Linked DNA regions of Mus musculus: region 1 is linked to region 2. The links are chromatin contacts, called in public Hi-C maps. All regions are on one chromosome and are shown on one strand. The core of a region is the stretch at or near the end of the contact, and the rest is flanking DNA. Distances in the headings are between cores, read along the strand shown. Region 1 has its middle 14 kb from the start of 4930449C09Rik. Region 2 overlaps Pvt1 (Pvt1 oncogene).

The links. A called contact is a pair of places that touch in the nucleus more often than the background predicts.
Region 1: a contact with region 2 is called in a Hi-C map of bone marrow-derived macrophages, with 9 read pairs. The contact joins two enhancer-like sites. A contact is called at or near these places in 2 of 484 Hi-C or Micro-C datasets (the G1E-ER4 cell line and bone marrow-derived macrophages) and 1 of 115 datasets of contacts at active chromatin or transcription factors (stem cell-derived neural progenitor cells).

Annotation. Positions count from the first base shown.
Region 1 is chr15:63,701,890-63,707,202 of GRCm38.p6, forward strand. No RefSeq gene overlaps it. Among named protein-coding and RNA genes, the nearest start is that of 4930449C09Rik, 14 kb to the right of the region's middle. Within about 2 kb of position 2,927, at least 42 of the 459 cell types and tissues checked have an H3K27ac peak or open chromatin away from gene starts, as enhancers often do. A contact at or near this core is called in bone marrow-derived macrophages, where this site is marked.
Region 2 is chr15:62,220,455-62,226,147 of GRCm38.p6, forward strand. The region is part of intron 2 of Pvt1 (Pvt1 oncogene); the gene reads left to right. Among named protein-coding and RNA genes, the nearest start is that of Pvt1, 190 kb to the left of the region's middle. Within about 2 kb of position 2,412, at least 62 of the 459 cell types and tissues checked have an H3K27ac peak or open chromatin away from gene starts, as enhancers often do. A contact at or near this core is called in bone marrow-derived macrophages, where this site is marked.

The DNA of each region.
Region 1 (5,313 bases), core at 1,677-4,176, 1.5 Mb after region 2:
GATCCTCCCAACCTCCTAACTCATCCAACTCTGTGTTCTTTCTCTATCACTCTCTCAAAAAAAAAAAGAAATGAAAATCAAAAATAAACAATCCAAAACAGTAATACAAGAAACAACAACTAAAATAAAAAGCACACAAAAATAGAGTCCTCCTTGCATTCTTATAATATATGTTGATCAGATTCTTTCCCCTTCTGCATAAAAAGCAATTGTTAGGCTTGGCAATACAACATAATGATTAAGAAAACTGGCTGTTCACCCAGAGGACCCAGGTTCAATTCCCAGCACCCACAGGTGGCTCACAACCATTTGCAACTTTAGTTCTGCAGAACTGGACTCTGTCTTCTGACCTTCTTGGGTACCAGGCACACTTGTAACACAAAAATAAAGCACCCATTGGGTGCAGGCAAAACAACCATGCACATAAGAAAAAAAATTATAAAGGAAAAAAAGAGAGAGTTGCTAATGCCACAGTAAAATTGGATCTTTGTCTAATTCCTTCAATTTACTCCAATTTATTCACCTAATTAGGAAAAAAAAAGGAATATTTGGCATGCCAAAAATAGGTAATATGTAAATGAATTACATCTAAAATAAAGTCAGCTATGAGTAGAAATTGTATGAAGAGGCTGACAGTGCTGCTGCTCTTTACACCCAAACCTCCTAAGACGAGGTCAGGTATGGTGTGACATCTGCCTGCCTCTCTTTCTTCTACTCTTCCAGGGAAGTGTATGTAGCAGGTAAGCTGACCTCTTCAGGAAGATCAGAGGACTTACTAGGCAGGCTGTGTCTTGTGTGTCTCTGCACTCCTCATTGCATAGCGCTCTGTCACATGCTTACTGACTCCTTGAGGATTTAAAGGCATTTAATCTCTTTCTGCATACTTTCTAGATCCCTGAGACATCACATAGTATCTAGAATATGGGGAGTACTTAATAAATGTTCATTTGATTAAATGAAATCACCAAAATGACGATGTCTACTCTGGACTGGAGTCTAGTATTTTCCTTCAAATTTCTTTAAAAAAAAAAAAAAGGCTAAACATGGCTTGCCTAGCATTCCATACCTAAACTGGGTACAAACAGATCAACCAGGGATATCTCTAAAATTTTCATGAGAAACATAAATAATGAGTATCAGCCTCCATTTTCAGAATGAAGAGAAGGCAGAGGAGGTTAAACATGTTTTTCAAGGTTAGAGACACTAAATGAGAGAGACAGGTTTGGACTGATGATCTGGGTAGCTTCAGAACATGCATACTATCCCTTTCAACTAACTTATCTTCTCACTCTCCTGTATGTAAATACATGTAGGCACAGGATCACTCACATGGCACTAGACCCCTTTTACCTCTAAGAAGTCTAGGCTCAAAGACACCACACCCAGGGTCAAAACCAGCCATGCCCTGTGTTCACTCATTCATTTAATCAATTTGACTACCAACAGTTAAGTGCCCTTGTGAGCCTGAAACTACTAGGTGCTGGGATACATTTGTGAGCAAGATTGGTGATTAGAAGAGGGAGATGGAGCAAGGGCTGACAAACGTTCTTGTGAAGAACTAGATAACACCTAGTTTAGGCTTTGAAGTCCAAATGGTCTTTGTCACAGCCATGGAGCATCCCCTCTGGAGAGCTGAAGCAGGCCCTGATACTTTGCAATCATATGGACCAGGCCATATGCCAGCAAAACTTTATTTACACAACAGGTAAGCTTGATTTGACCCACAGTGATGGCTTGGCAAACCCAGAGATAAGACAATAAACATGGAAATGAGTAGAGATAGACAGAAGTACAGAAATAACTGTAAGGACTCTAAAGGAAATAAAAGAGTGTAACAGGGTAAAAGAAGACTAAAGTAGCTTTAGGTAGGACAAGGGAGGAGGTGACACTTGAAATGGAAACTGAACGCTAATGAATGCTGAGAAAATGCATGTCCAAGAAGTTAGAATAATTAGGCCAAAATGGAAACTGAACGCTAATGAATGCTGAGAAAATGCATGTCCAAGAAGTTAGAATAATTAGGCCAAAGTGGCTAAGGTGGGGTGTGTGTGAGGAACAAAAACAAAGCCACCCCATCTGGAACAAGAATGGTACAAGGTCAGTTCAGATTTCATCTCGCTTGAAGGGCACCAAGAAGAGCCTGGTTCTTCTTGGTGCAGCAGAAAGCCCTGGGAGGTTCCAACAGCACAGAATAAGTTTTCCATAGTGCATTTGAATACATTAACCCCAACAACTGCATGGTGGAGGGACACCAGAGACACAAAACAAATGGAGGGACAACAGACAAGTGCTTTGCATAGAGACAGAGCAAAGGGACACTATGAAATGGCTGGGCTCTGGAGAGATTTTGACAGTAACTGAACCACAGGGTGTTGCCGGGACTTGTACACGGAATGAATGATGATGGAGGACCCCAGCCTGTGTGTGGTTTCATGTGAGGATCCAGAGCAACTGCTGAGCATTGACGAGCATCCACCATCAAAGAGAGGGACGGCAACAGCAAGAACCAGTGATAGGGACGATCTGAAGTTTGACCCTAAATGTCCTACAAGGTGGTTCAGGAGAAGCAATGAGGTGCCTGACAGGTAGCTCTTGCTTTGACACACAAACCAGACAGGCAAGAACTACTCAAAGTCTGCTTTAACTTCAAATCACCAAGACGCCAAACAGCAGGGAAGCTAAAGCTAAGGCAGCCTAGCAAACAGTACTCCAAAAATCCAGCAGTCTCTCCGTAACAACCGCAAATGAAGATCTTAAAAAAAAAAAAAAATGTTCGTAATAAAAGTGAATATAAGACACTTCCTTTTCGAGAAATGTGGAGACACGGGAGAGGGAGGCAGCCCGAGGCTCTCTGAGGAAATCAGTCAGCACTCTAACGCTCCAAACGGCTGATGCCCAGGCCTGGCCTGCAAGGGACTTGAAGACTTTCACCCAAGAGAGAGCCATACTTTCTGTTCTCACTATCAGAAATGCTGTCAGGCACATAGTAAGAGTTATGTAATAGGAAGCAATAGTTTCCGGCCATTTCTCCATCCTTCTGTTATATAAGAATCATGCCAAGATGAAGTGGCCAACGTCTAAGCCACAGAGATGCAACCCTGTCAAGTAGATTTATAGTTGAGACTTCCTTTTCTTCTTCTTGTTCTTCTTCTTTTTCTTTTTTCTTTTTTTTTTTAGCAAGTACTTCCCACCTCCTAGGTCCCTTCCCTCAGGGTTTCCCAATATACCAGTTTCCAATTTGGTTTTTTTCTCATTAGATGGACCTGTCCCATTCATGAAAAAAAAAAAAAGCCATACATTCATTCATTCACAGATGTATTCATCCATGCATTTATTCACCCTACCAACCAGTCATCAAAAAATTATTTCATTCACCATGCAACAATCATCTCTTACCATATACAAGATTCTGCAACGATGTGGTTGAAGGAGAATAAGCCTCAAATAATGAATCTGCGTCTTCTAGCTAGGCGGCCTAGGACAAAGGGCTGAAATCTTCTGAGCTTCATCAGTGATGTGATCTAGGAAAGTCACCTTAGTGGCAATTGTGGGAGGGTTAGACACAATGAGGGGGATGCATCTGCCTGAGCTCCTGTTGGTTTTTTGAATATAAGCATAAATTTGATGTCAAGATAGCTGAAATGGAAAAGACAAACATCTCAGCTCTTGGGGGACTGGAGAGATGGCTCAAGGGTTAAGAGCATTGACTGCTCTTCCTGAGAGCCCAGGTTTGATCCTCAGTGCTCACCTGACAGCTAACAACCATTTCTAACTTCAGTCTCAGGGGATCTGATGTCTTTTTCTGGCCTCCCTGGGCACCAGACATATGGTGCACAGTCATACATGAAGCAAAACACCCTTGTACATAATACACACACCAAAAAATACATTTAAGAAATCTTAAATCTATCAACAAACTAAGCACCAATAAGCATCTAAGAAAAAAACCCTGAAATTAAGCATGATAATAAAAGACTACCTCTAAGTTGGAGAAGAAGGCAAATCAATAACCCTCACCATTTTTATTCTGTATTTTACTAGAGGCTATAGACTGTGTCGGCCATAGGTATGAAGAGAACTAAAGAGAAAATATATTTAAAATTAAAACATTAAAATTTCTTTACAGATGAAGGGTGTTTACACAAACTGCTAGGCTAAGAAACTTTTGGAATTGAGGAATGAGTTCGCTAAGGTTAGAGGACGAGAGTAAAGTATTTTAAATATAATTTTTAAAAAATGATACCTCTTGTATCCCAGCAACAAACAGCTGCAGATGGCGTTTTGAAAACAGTACCTATAAAATCTATACGTCAAAATTGCCATTAAAAATATCTAAATTAGTCCACAACTAACATTTATGGACTGAAAGGAAGGCTCAATAATCTTAAGATGACCATTTCTTTAAAATTGATTAGCAGAATAACACAATTCCAACATTAGCTTGGCAGGATATTTTTAACTACAGGTAGTTTGTTAAAACAGGAAAAGCACACCTGAGAACAGGAGTGGATTAGCAACCTAGAGAAAGGTCTGTGCTCAAAATGTCCCTGGTAGGGGGCTGGACAGATGGCTCCAAAATTAAGGGAATTTGCTGCTCTTGCAGAGGAACAGAGTTCAGTTCCCAGCACCCACACGCTAGCTCACAGCAGTCTATAACTCCAGTTCTGGGAAACACAGTACCCTCCTATGACCTCCATGACAAATGCACACACACAGTGTACCTACATACATGCAGGAAAAATTTTCGTACACAAAAACTTGAAAATAAGCAAATATTTTTAATTCTAGTGGGATTATTTGTCATGCAAATTGACAAATCTATTCTAAAATGGAAACGGAAAGTCAAAGCATCGAGAAGAGCAAAAGCAATATTGTCAACCAGAACATAGTTGAATATGAATATAAGCAATATCGGAATTAAAGGATGATGGCAAGACTACAATAACACAGTGTTAGGTGAACACAAGGATAAACATAAAAATCAATGAGATAAGACAGGTTATCCCGAGGTAGACATTTGATATTTAATCAACATGCATTGCAAAAACCATTGGCAAAAGAACAGTCTTTTTCAACATTGGTGCTAGAACAACTAGATGTTTATAAGAAAAGTGAAATAACATACTGAGTTTATAAAAGTCTTAGAAGAGCACGCCTAAGAAAATTTTTTTCTTTTTCCAGTTTTTTATTAGGTATTTTCTTCATTTACATTTCAAATGCTATCCCGAAAGTCTCCTAAACCCTCCCCTACCCTGCTCCTCTACCCACTCACTCCCACTTCTTGGCCCTGGTGTTCCACTGTACTGGGGCATA
Region 2 (5,693 bases), core at 1,162-3,661:
TGCACATGTCTCATTTTTTTCATTTGCTGCATAGTGCTTAATAGTTTTTTTTTTTTTCCTTAAGGCTATACACGCCTCTTCCTTTTGATCCATTTCCCCCTTTTTATTTCTACTTCTGCCTTTACTCAGGTCATAGAATTTCTTTTTCCCTCATCCTAAACTCTTGAACTACTCGATTTCTCTCCCTCCTTACCTTGCATCTGTCCATCCATCCATGAAAGCTGCAGCCCATATAGATGCTGGCATATCAGGCCAAGTCTAAAGGACCTGCCTCCAGGTGCTATGTCTAACTAGACAAGGGAAGATCCCAGAAGGGGTCCCTTGGCACTGGCTTTTGCTGCTGGCTGTGGGGTATAGAGGAGAGCCATTAAGACAGGTAGTGAGCCATTGAGCCACTGGGTCCTCTTCTGCCTCCTGTGGACTTCTAGGACCATTACTGGCTAGTCACCGCTCCATCCTTCCTGTCCCATCCCATCATTAGTTTGGACCTTTTTCTGAAAGTAGGAGGATGTGTTCTGGTATTGTATTCTGGGACACTCAGGCTAACGGGTCCTTACTAGTCATTCTTATCTTTGTGCTTCCTGACAGTGGGGCCAAGAGTCTCACTCATCACCATATCTCCACCTTCTAATACAATTCTGGGTATGTGCTTGATACACACTGTAGGGTGCATGAATGAATGGCATAAATGAAATAACAGACAGGCTGGGGATGGTGTTGAGAGGCCACCCTGGCTAGTTATCTGGGCTTGTGTTTCCGGGGGTCTTATCCCCTCTTGTCAGATTCGGGTCCAGGACAACGGTTCTATTGTTCACAGATAGCATAGCCTATCTGAATGCCTCTCTGGGCAGCCCTCTGTCACACCCTGAGCTCCTGCCCTATCTCTGGCCCCACCTGGTCCCCTTGCTGACACCCGTGCGGTGGGCCTGAGGAAAACTTTCATGTAGCCGGCATGACTGCTCCTTGATCTCTTTTCCCCTGTGTAAAAATTCATGGAAGAGTGCACCTGAGTCTCCTTCACTCTCTGCAGTTGCAGGAGGCCTAGATAATAGCTTCCATAACTCCTCAGTGTGACTATCAAACATACAGCTTAATCTCAAATATGGACGTTGTCTGACAGGTCCATTCCTATTCCACTCTGCCGTGGGATAAGCTGAGGTCCCCAATGACATCAAGGTCACATGACAGTAGTAAAAGAGACTGAAATTAGAACCAGCCATCCACCCTGACCCATCTTAGTCCTTTTTTCCATAAGTGGCCCACCCACAACACTAAATTTATTTCTCCTTTCTTACTTTCCTCACTTTCAAGTGGACCAAAGAGAGATTCTACAAATGTGATAACTCAGGATGGTTTTGAGTCTGTTATTAATTAACCGCATCTTGTATCCTTCATGTATCTGAAGGATATCTGAAAGATGTCTTAGGTACGGCCACCCTAAGGAGCTGAAGTAGCTCCTAGAGATTGCCTAGCGAAGGGCTGGGTAACTTCTCTCTTCAGTTTTATTAGCTGTGGTTATTGAATTGGGACATCTTTATAAAATGAAATGCTATATAGCTATTTAAAAGAGTCAGCTGGAAAGAAAAGTATATGACTTATGCACATATTAATTAGTTGAATTTAGACTTCTACAATGTGCATATATATATAAAATATGCCATATTATATATACCATATACCAATTATATATACCATAAATATGTGTAATTTTTATTTGTCAATTAAAATTGTTCAATTGTAGTTACTAATGGATCTTGGAGGCAATGCAGAACATGGTTGAAATAATCACTCTAAAGAATAGCACCAATCTTAGCCATGATGACTTGGCTTTTTTAAAGGAGGGTATAAAATAGCAGAGTGTGAGGTTCACTTCCATCTCCTCCTTAACACACAGCCACGGTCCCCCACATCAGCCATTCAATCTACTGCAGACACGGTACCCCTGTCATGTTCTGTTATCTCTGTCTCTTCGCTGACCTGTCAGTCTTTCATGAAGTCTAGTCTAGCACTGCTTACAGATACAGTGAGATTACCAGGGCCAAGCCAGAATGGACATGTAATGGATTGTCCAGGGATACGAATGAATGAACAAATGAATGAACGAATGAATGAATCAATAGAGAAGAGAGAATTTTCCCGCAATTTCTTTCTACCTTCTACTCCTTGAGTGCATGAAGCCAGTATCTAAGTCCCACTCTCCTCTCTCCCTCTTCTGGTCCCATCCCTGCCCCCTTCCTCTCCTTGAGTATCTTGACTCAACAAGGCTTCCTCATCCTTCCCAGGCTTCAGAGAAATCAGGAGCGGTGAATGATCGAAATGGACCTTTGAGATTACAGTGTGGAGCTGACATTGCCAGTTAAGCCTGGGCAGATCTGACTTAATTGATTTAGTTGTTGGAGCAGAGACAACCCAGAGGCTTGGATCAGCCTCCCCATCTGACAGTGTGCTGGTGAGTCAGATCTGTTGGGGTTTGAGTCTGTGCTCTGGGTACGGCTGCCTGGGTGACCTTGGCTGTGTTACTCACCCTTGTTGAATCTCAATTTCCTGATCTGCAAAAGAAGACTTAAGTGCGGCTTTGGAGGTCCTGGTGAGGATGAGCCTTGATAACGCTGGTGCAAATGCCCTTTAGAGACAGCAGGAGGGTGAAAGTGCTTATTGTGTGTAGAGTAGAGGAGGTTGCTGTCATTTCTCAGGGAGGAATCCCAAGGCCAGGTCAGAAGAGGTTATAATTTGACTCTTGTTCTGTTCGATGCACTTCTCAAACTGCCCAGGGTTTGCAGCTTAAGCGCATAAATTATCCTGCTCCAGCAGACCCTGTGTTCTGTAGTGAGCCATATGTTGGAGGAGATAGAGATCCTTATCTAGCAGAGTAATATTACCCAGCAAGGGATGACATTTCTTATCAGAGGCTGAGGAGTCAGAGATAGGAGCTTTTCTTTTCAATGGCTGCCAGACCTCTATGTCCTGGGCTGGCACGGTGGGTGGTGGGAAGGGCTTGATGCCTAGGAGTGGACAGCTGATGCTGTTGCAGGCATCAGCTGGCCTTCATCTCTTATGACAACCAGGCCTGCTAGGCTTGCCTTGTCAGAAGTGGGTCCTTTAGAGATTTTTGCATGTGGATGCTCTGATAGCGACTAGGCAGAGGGGAGTGAGAAAGGAAGAGGGGAACCTCATAATGGTGCAGGCCAACATTGGGTGGAGGCGGAGCCCCAGCCTGTGTCAGGCTCCCCTTTCTAGGAGCACAGGCAATCCCCTGCTGCATGGACAAAGCCTGGCTTTCTATGCAATGGCTCTGTAGGGTAGGGTATCTCTGTTCCTACTAAAACCAAGCTGTTGGAACGCTTCTATGCTCCTCCCAAGTCAGCTTCCTAGAGGCTCTGTGCCTTGTGCTCTGTCCTGGAAGTTGAGTTGTATGGATGCATCCACAGGGTGACTGAACTGTGAAATGCTCAGCTTCTATCGGGAGGACAGACCTGGAGTTTGTTCTCCCTCTGACACACTGCTGGTACTTTCCTAATTCAGACAGTATCTACACAGAAGGTCTACACAGAACGTGCCATCCCTGTGTTACTTGCCAAGTGGTCCCCTTAAAGCCTCAGTTTCTTTGTCTATAGCAGGATGAAGTGATGTCAGATCTTTCTATCTCTCCCATGACTAGTTTTGAGGGTCTCAATTTCAAGGCCATGGCTTTCTGAAGGAAAAGAGTTTATGCAGACCCCGAGACCTGTTCTGAGGAAAAGCTCACTGCAGATGGGGTACCATCATGGACCTGGTTGACTCCATGCTTTGGGAATGTGACTTGTATAAAAGGCCCACGATCAGGCTTCTTTCCTTCCTGATTTTTGGGAAGTCTTGTCCTGTCCTGTCCAGCTCTGCTCTCAAGTAATAATCTTGCTTCATCAAAAGGAAAGAGAAGTGGTTTTCTTTCTTCCGGGACCCCTTCCCATCAGCAGTTCCTCTCCCTCTGCTTCTTTCCTGGTAGCCCCACATCTCTGTTTCCATCTGTCTCTTCTCTCTCCGATCAACCTTATCTTGGGGCTTTGGGTTTTCTTGTCATACTCAATTTTGACAACTCTCATATCCCTTCTCAATGACCAAGCACAGATACTGAAAGCCTAGGGCTGACTATGCCCTTCTTCAACGTAAATATAGCCAGCATCTCTCAGTTAGCTTCAGGATTATAATCACACCTCTTGATATAGCATTTATGGGTCCCATCAACATCTCCCCTTCCATGAAGCCAGCGTGGTCACCTTTGACCCTCCCGTTCTCCACCCCCATGTCAGGCGTCACTCCTCAAAACCAGGTTTCATTTCCTATGTTATCCACTCTGCATTTTTCTCTGACTTGTGTGATTTAATCCTGTCATTTTGCATTTGTGCTTCTGACACCTGTGCCTCTGCCAAGTCCACCTTCACCTCTGGCTGGCTATGTGGCTGTGAGGTTTGCATGCATGTGTCTTTGTGCTTATTAGTTAGTGTCCTTTTATTTCCATTTGAAGGGCTTCCTTTAACATTTCTTTAATACAGGCCTTGCCATGTGTAGCCCTACCCCAACTTCCTGTTTGTCTAGGAAGGCTCTTCTGTGCCTTCCATTTCTCAGAGAGAGCTTTCAGATATTTGATTGGCAGTTATTCTTTCAGTGTCATCTCACTCTGTTAATTTTCAGGATATTTGCTGGTGAGTCTACAGATATTCTGAATGACAGTTCACCTGTATATGACAAGTTAGAGTTCTGTTACTGTTTTCTGATGGCTATGTCTTTGGCTTCTGAGACTTTGATTACAATGTGTCTTAGTAAAAATCCCTTCACTGTAACCAGATTGGGGTTCTCAGCTTCATGTTTATTTCCCATTCCTGGTTTTAAAATGTTTTCTATGATTTTTTTTTAACAATGTTTTTCAGCCCTTCCCCTGTCTTACTTGATGATGTACTAGAAACTTTCTGTATTCCATTCATTGTTTTGCTTCCAACTCATTTGAGATGATGTGTCTTTGAACTCAGTCATTACTTTTTCTAGTTGATCAAGTACGCTGTGGAAGTTACCTATAGAATTTTCAGTTTGGTAATTGTGTATTGGTGTCAAGATTTCTATTTGATTCTTCCTTTAATGTTTTTGGTCTTTGCTTACTTTTGTTGGTATGCTCTTTTCTGATACCATATAGTAGTTCCCATCCTGAATGGTTGGGCTGGCTGGTAAAGTCTATGGGTAAAGTTACTTCTACAACTCTAAATATGATAAGATACTCTGGCGCCTAGATAATTGAGTAGGTGGGTCTACATATTGGGTTTGTGGGAGCCATCATGGAGCCTGGAGTCATTTGGATAAATTCAGAGTGTAAGTTTTCTGTGGCTAAGCCTGGGTCAATAAGCAGAGTTTAAGATCTAGGTCCAGGAGTGCAAGCTAAATCCCAAGTCCTTGAGGGTTGATTCTACACTGAAGTTCACCAGGGTATTTTCATTAATGATAACCCAAAGCCTGGATTTGTAGAAATTAGCCTAGTAATGGAGTTCATTAAGGTAGGCTTGATGTCTATGTCAGACTCAGGGTTCTTTCTTCTCCTCCAAATGAAGACAACTCTTTCCAGGGTTATGCTGATATGAGACAGTGTAAAGTTATCCCATATGAAATGTAAAAGACATTTGAAGTACATCTTCTTATTTTCTGTTCTACCCAGATCCTGTAACCCTTCA